2 separate regions of the Cricetulus griseus genome follow, and region 2 is linked to region 1. A link is a contact called in public Hi-C data. All regions are on one chromosome and are shown on one strand. Each heading gives the region's core, a stretch centred on a gene start, on an enhancer-like site or on the middle of the called end of the contact. The rest is flanking DNA. Distances are from core to core; before and after follow the strand shown.

The links. A called contact is a pair of places that touch in the nucleus more often than the background predicts.
Region 2: a contact with region 1 is called in a Hi-C map of liver, with 5 times the contacts expected there. The contact joins the enhancer-like site here to the promoter of Endov in region 1. A contact is called at or near these places in 7 of 8 Hi-C or Micro-C datasets (the CHL-YN cell line, the CHO-K1 cell line, the CHO-S cell line and 2 more).

Annotation. Positions count from the first base shown.
Region 1 is chr7:132,026,959-132,029,531 of CriGri-PICRH-1.0, reverse strand. Endov (endonuclease V) reads right to left here and starts at 1,269. Exons shown (of 8, transcript XM_027425486.2): 1 at 1,127-1,269; 2 at 662-833. The coding sequence starts at 1,182. It overlaps LOC118237975 (a long non-coding RNA gene), which reads left to right and starts at 1,276. Exons shown (of 3, transcript XR_004770700.1): 1 at 1,276-1,980. It overlaps LOC118237977 (a long non-coding RNA gene), which reads right to left and starts at 655. Exons shown (of 2, transcript XR_004770702.1): 1 at 228-655; 2 at 1-109.
Region 2 is chr7:132,406,717-132,409,289 of CriGri-PICRH-1.0, reverse strand. No RefSeq gene overlaps it. Among named protein-coding and RNA genes, the nearest start is that of Chmp6, 8.4 kb to the left of the region's middle. Within about 2 kb of position 1,274, at least 2 of the 6 cell types and tissues checked have open chromatin away from gene starts, as enhancers often do. A contact at or near this core is called in the CHO-K1 cell line, where this site is marked.

The DNA.
Region 1 (2,573 bases), core at 20-2,519:
TAAAAATCATTTAAAAAACGGAGCTAGTGTGAGACCAGGTCGGAAGCAGGAGTCCTGGGGAGGCTGAGACTCCCTGATTGGGCAGCCTGTGATTATGTGCTGTGGGCCCCTGAGGTGAGCAAACCAAGATAGCCAGACTTAGAATTGTCTGTTGATCCTTTAAGAAATATTTGTAATTTATTATTTGTGTAGCTATGTATGGGTCTGTGGGGGTTTATGTCCACCACCTGCATGCTGATGCCCACAGGGACCAGAAGTCAGCACCGATCTTCTGGAGCTGGAGTTAAACGCAGCTGGGGGCAGCCTGATGGGGGAGGTGGAACTGAACCTGGATCCTCTGCAACAACAGCATTCGCTCCTAGCCACTGAGCTCTTCAAAGTTACAGTATTTTAGCCTTTTAAAAATACACTCCACCCCATACATTAAGTTCTGCAAGTGAAATGGGGGTGTATCGATCCCTTGGCATGTTCGGGATCCTGGATAGGCTTACTTTGGCATCAAAAACGGGGGGGGGTAGATTAAACACAGGGCGCGGGGGTGGAGAAGAAAAACTTTACAAAACTGCACCCAGGCTCTGAACCCTGTCTTGGGAGCCAGCCCCACCCTGGGGTGCCTCGCCTACGAGTGACCAGCACAGGGCTCAACGTCCCACCGGGTTACCTGGAGCTCTGGGTAGCTCAGCACCACGAGGGACGCGCAGGCCCGGGAACTGTCCCCCGGGACGAAGGACACGTCCACGCCCCCGACCCTCCGCAGGCCCGGGAAGGCGGGGTCCCGCTGCCAGGCCTCCGTGTCCCTGGGCACCACGCGCGTCTTCAGCCGGGCTTGTTCCCTAGCAGGACACAAACATCAAAGCGGGCTCGGGGCCCTCGGGGCGCCACCCCTCCAGCGCAACCCGCTCCCGTTTGCCCAGCAAGCCAGAACGGAGCAGGAAGGCGCTCCGCGAGCCCAACTGCGGCACCGGAAGCGAGGGCAGGCAGCAACTTCCGGCAGCTTGGCGGCCCGCGCCAGGCCTGCGGTGCAGCGCCGGTGTCCAGTGCCACAGCGGCCCCAGGGGCCGTGAGGTCGGAAGGACCCTGGAGAAGGCCACCCCCCGCGGCTACTGCAGGGCCCCGACCCCGTTACCGTTCCCAGAGCAACAGGGTTTCCTCTGACGGCCGCTCCGCGGCCTCGAGGGCCATGGTTAAGGGCCGCGCGGCGCCTTTGCGACGTCACTTCCGGAGCGCCGCGAGCCGAGCCGTTAGTCCTCGCCGCCGCCGCCGCCAGGGGCCGCTGTCACCGCAGCGCTGGGCGTCGAGGCGCCTCAGTCAGGTCGGGGTTCCGGGCGTGCGAGCTTCGCTCCGCGCTCTGCGCGCCTCCGGCCTCTCCGGCAGCCCTGGCCCGGCTCTGAAAAGATGTGCGAGCAGCTGCTTGCCCCGCACACCCCGAGCCCTGGGTCGCGCGGCTCCCGCTCTGCGGGTTCAGGTCCGCACATGGCCACATCGCGCCTGCGCAGAGCCCTCTCTCTGAAGTTAAAATAGAGTCTACGGGAAGAAGGGACACCTTCCCTGCAGAGGTTCTTCCTCAGCCGTACCGATCGTGAGGAAACCTCAGCCCGAAGTCATTCAAAAACACTCGAGAAAGTGAGGCCCTTAAATCCCGGCGCTGAGGAGGCAGAGGCAGGCGGATCAGTTTGAGTCCAGCCTGGTCTCCAGAGCTATTTCTAGGACAGTCAGGACTACACAGAGAAATAGCCTGTCTCGAGAAACTAAAGCAAACAAACAAACAAAAAAAAAGGAATCTTGCTCCGCCAGGGGTGTGTTTGTGTGTTACAGCTCTGAAGGGAAAGGTATCCTGGCTATTCAGGAGCCAAGGAACACCACAAAGTCACATCACACAACAGTCCTCACACAAGACATTTTTGCCGGGGGTGTGGAAAACCCAGGAGGGCAGCTGCCTCTGCGCCAGTGAGAAGAGCAAAGAAATGAGCAGAAGGCAGGGTTTGTATGGGGTTTCTGGCGGGAGGAGAGGAGGCTTCCCAGGCCGGCCTGATCCTGGGGCAAGCTCGGGGTTTGCTGGGATTTTTATTTTTCTCTAGGGAGGGGCAGGGGCCCGGACACTCTCTACCCCAAAGAATCTGGGAATGGCCGTCAGTGAGAGAAGTCCAGAGAGTGGGTCCTGGCCCTTGGGGCTCCTCAGGCGCCTTCTCTCCAGGGGTCAGGTCAGAATCATCTAGGGATGGAGCCTGGACTCCAGAGGTCTCCAAGGGGGAGGGCTTCCAGGGGGTCTCTGAGGGCAGCAAGGGAAGCTGTCCTGTGCCAGAGTTCACATAAACAGCTGGACAGACCAGGGTGTGAATTAGTCAGGGTTCGCTAGAGGAGCAGGCAAGAGTGACAGAATGAGATCATATGAAGGAGATTCAGAACTTACCATCGAGAGTCGGAACGCGCAGGCAAAAAGCAAAAGCTTCCTTCTTCTGTGCCCTTTTATATAGGCTGTCACCAGAAGGTGTGGTCCAGATTTAGGGTGGGCCCTGGACCTTGCATAATCCAATCAAGGAAATCCCTCACAGGAGTGCCCCGCGGCCTAGGGT
Region 2 (2,573 bases), core at 25-2,524, 380 kb before region 1:
CCAGACCTCAGGGCAGAGTAGCCTCCACACCAGCCACGAGAAAACAGAGGTCACAGATGCCACAGATGCAAGCCTGCAGACCCAGGGCCATGAAGTCAGTCAAGAGGGAGAGGCACATGTGCACTGAGGGGCGAGAAGCAAGCTGGCTACAGGCAGGGTGCAGGCGGGCTCCAGTGGGAGTGCAGAGGGCTATAGACTGGCTACAGGTCAGTGTGTGTGTGTGTGGTGAGAGAGAGAGAGAGAAGAGAGAGAGAGAGAGAGAGAGAGAGAGAGAGAGAGAGAGAGAGAGGAGACAGAGGAGAGAGGGGGAGAGAGAGGAGAGAGAGAGAGAGGGAGAGGAGAGAGAGAGGGAGAGAGAGAGACAGAGAGAGAGCAGGCCTGTGCAATGTCTCCAGTGGTCCTGGCTGGGCCTTGGAGCCAGGCTAAGACAATGATGAGGACTTTTTCTTCCATATCCAGAGAGTTACTTATAGGGAGTCTAACTTGGACCTTCTCGTGGCTCCCAGCTTTGCAACACCCCCGCGGTAGCAGTGGGGCTGACAGTGCCGAGCCACCCACAGCAAGTTTGGTGCAGGGGATAAAGGGAGGGTGATTGGGGAAGGTTTCAAGAGGAGGTGGCATTTGGGATGGCCAAAGTGTGAACCCTGTGTGTTGCTGGCACTTGGTGGTCCCTCCTGTCCAGATGACCCCAACCTCTACAGGGTGCAGGGACCGGAGGTGCAGCAATGATTTCCATTCTTCATTCCAGTCTTTTGACTCCCTTGGCTTCCCCAGGGCAGCTTCCTTCCAGGGCTGCAGAGCAGGAAGGAGACAGACGGAGGCAGCTCACCTTCTCAGGCCTCCATTGGCACTACCAGAGAATGCCCTCTGGATGGCTCCGGTTAGGCCATGGATGACTGACAGCGTGGGAGCCCACCCCCACCTGAGCCAACTGCAGTGTCCAGAGAGGTCAAGCTCGGCGGGAGTGGGCACTGGTCTCAAACAAGTGCTTCCGTTACCATGTCATCTAGGTGTGTGACTCTTGTGGGTGCATGTTGACCCATGGCTCTGGTCAGCAGACCCTGGGAAACATGAAGTGTGAGGCACAGCTGAAAATTACACACACACCGAGTGGTGAGGGGCAGGCTCCTACTGATGAGCTACCGGCAGTGGCAACCCCTGTGGACACCACGCGGTGGCGCTGCAGGACAGGCAGCTGATGAGCTGCTGTGTAGCCCGATAACCTCCATGCTGTGGTTCTTGTCACAGGGCGCGCCCAGATTTGGTGAAGTAGTTTACCGCCCCCTCCCCCCTCATCAAATGGCTGGCTCATTGGTTCACTTGCTCATTTCCTCACTCTTCATCCACCCGCCCATCAGTGGCTCGCTCGCTGACTCACGGGGCACCGATCACCGGCGGCCCTGCTCTGTGGGGCATGGGGCAGTGTGAGGAGCAATAACGAGGATGGGGTTTGGAGGCCAGTGGTCAGGGAAGGGATATCTGATTCCAGAAGTGTGACCCTCAGACATGACAGTGCAGGGCAGTGTGGAGTTGGGCAGGGTCACAGGCTTGGGGGATGGGCAGAGGAAGGAAGGGCCTGACAGGGGCTTTGGGAACTGTCAGGATATGAGGATGACACTGCCTTTGGTCGCTCACCTAGGTGGTGGACCAGATGATGTTGGAAGAGAGAATCCTGCCTGGCACCGAGGGCCCATACTTCACTCCTGGCTAATTGCATCTCACAGGGATAAAGTGGGATGCAGCGTCACTCACACCTGTAAGCCCAGCACTCAGAAGGGTGAGGCAGGAGGATTAAAAGTTTGAGGTTAGACTGGGCCCCACATGAAAGAGAAAACAGACTCCCACAAGTCGTCCTCTGACCACCACCGCATGTGTGCCCACACACGTGCACTCTAAACAAGGAACATGTACACTCTAAACAAGTAATAAGCAAATAACATTAATAAAAGTCAGAAAAACCATAAACATGTTTCTCATGATTCTGGATATTCAGCGGATTCAGTGTCCAGTGCCAGCCTGGGCTCTGCCTCTTAAGACAGAGCCTTGAAGCTGTTGCGACAGTGGCGCCGCACGCCTTTAAACACCTTTAATCCTAGCACTTGGGAGAAAGAGGCAGACGTTATATCTCTGTGAGCTCCAGGCCAGCCAGTCTACAGAGCAAGTTTGCAGGACAGAAAGGGGTACACAGAAAAGCCCTGTCTTGAAAAGCAGAAACAAAAAGACAGAGCCTTGAGTGCTGTGTCCTTGTGTGGGAGAACGAGGGGGTAAGAGGGCCCAAGCGTGTGATGCCTCTTCTCTGGGGTTAATTCCTTTCATAGGTTTTGTTGATTCGCCATTCACTGGGGGGTCTTCTGGGTCATTTCCACCTACGAAAACATCCCTGCAAGGTTTCTATGTGGCCTGGCGCTTTTGTTTCTCAGGGGCTTATATTTTGCCCTGGGATTGCAGGCCAACTTCCTGAAGAAACACCAAAACCTCTTTCCACAGGGCCAGCCCTTCGAGAATTCTGACTACAGTGCCCAAGGGTGACAACGCCTTCATGTCCTGGTGGACACATGTTACTACTTTCCATC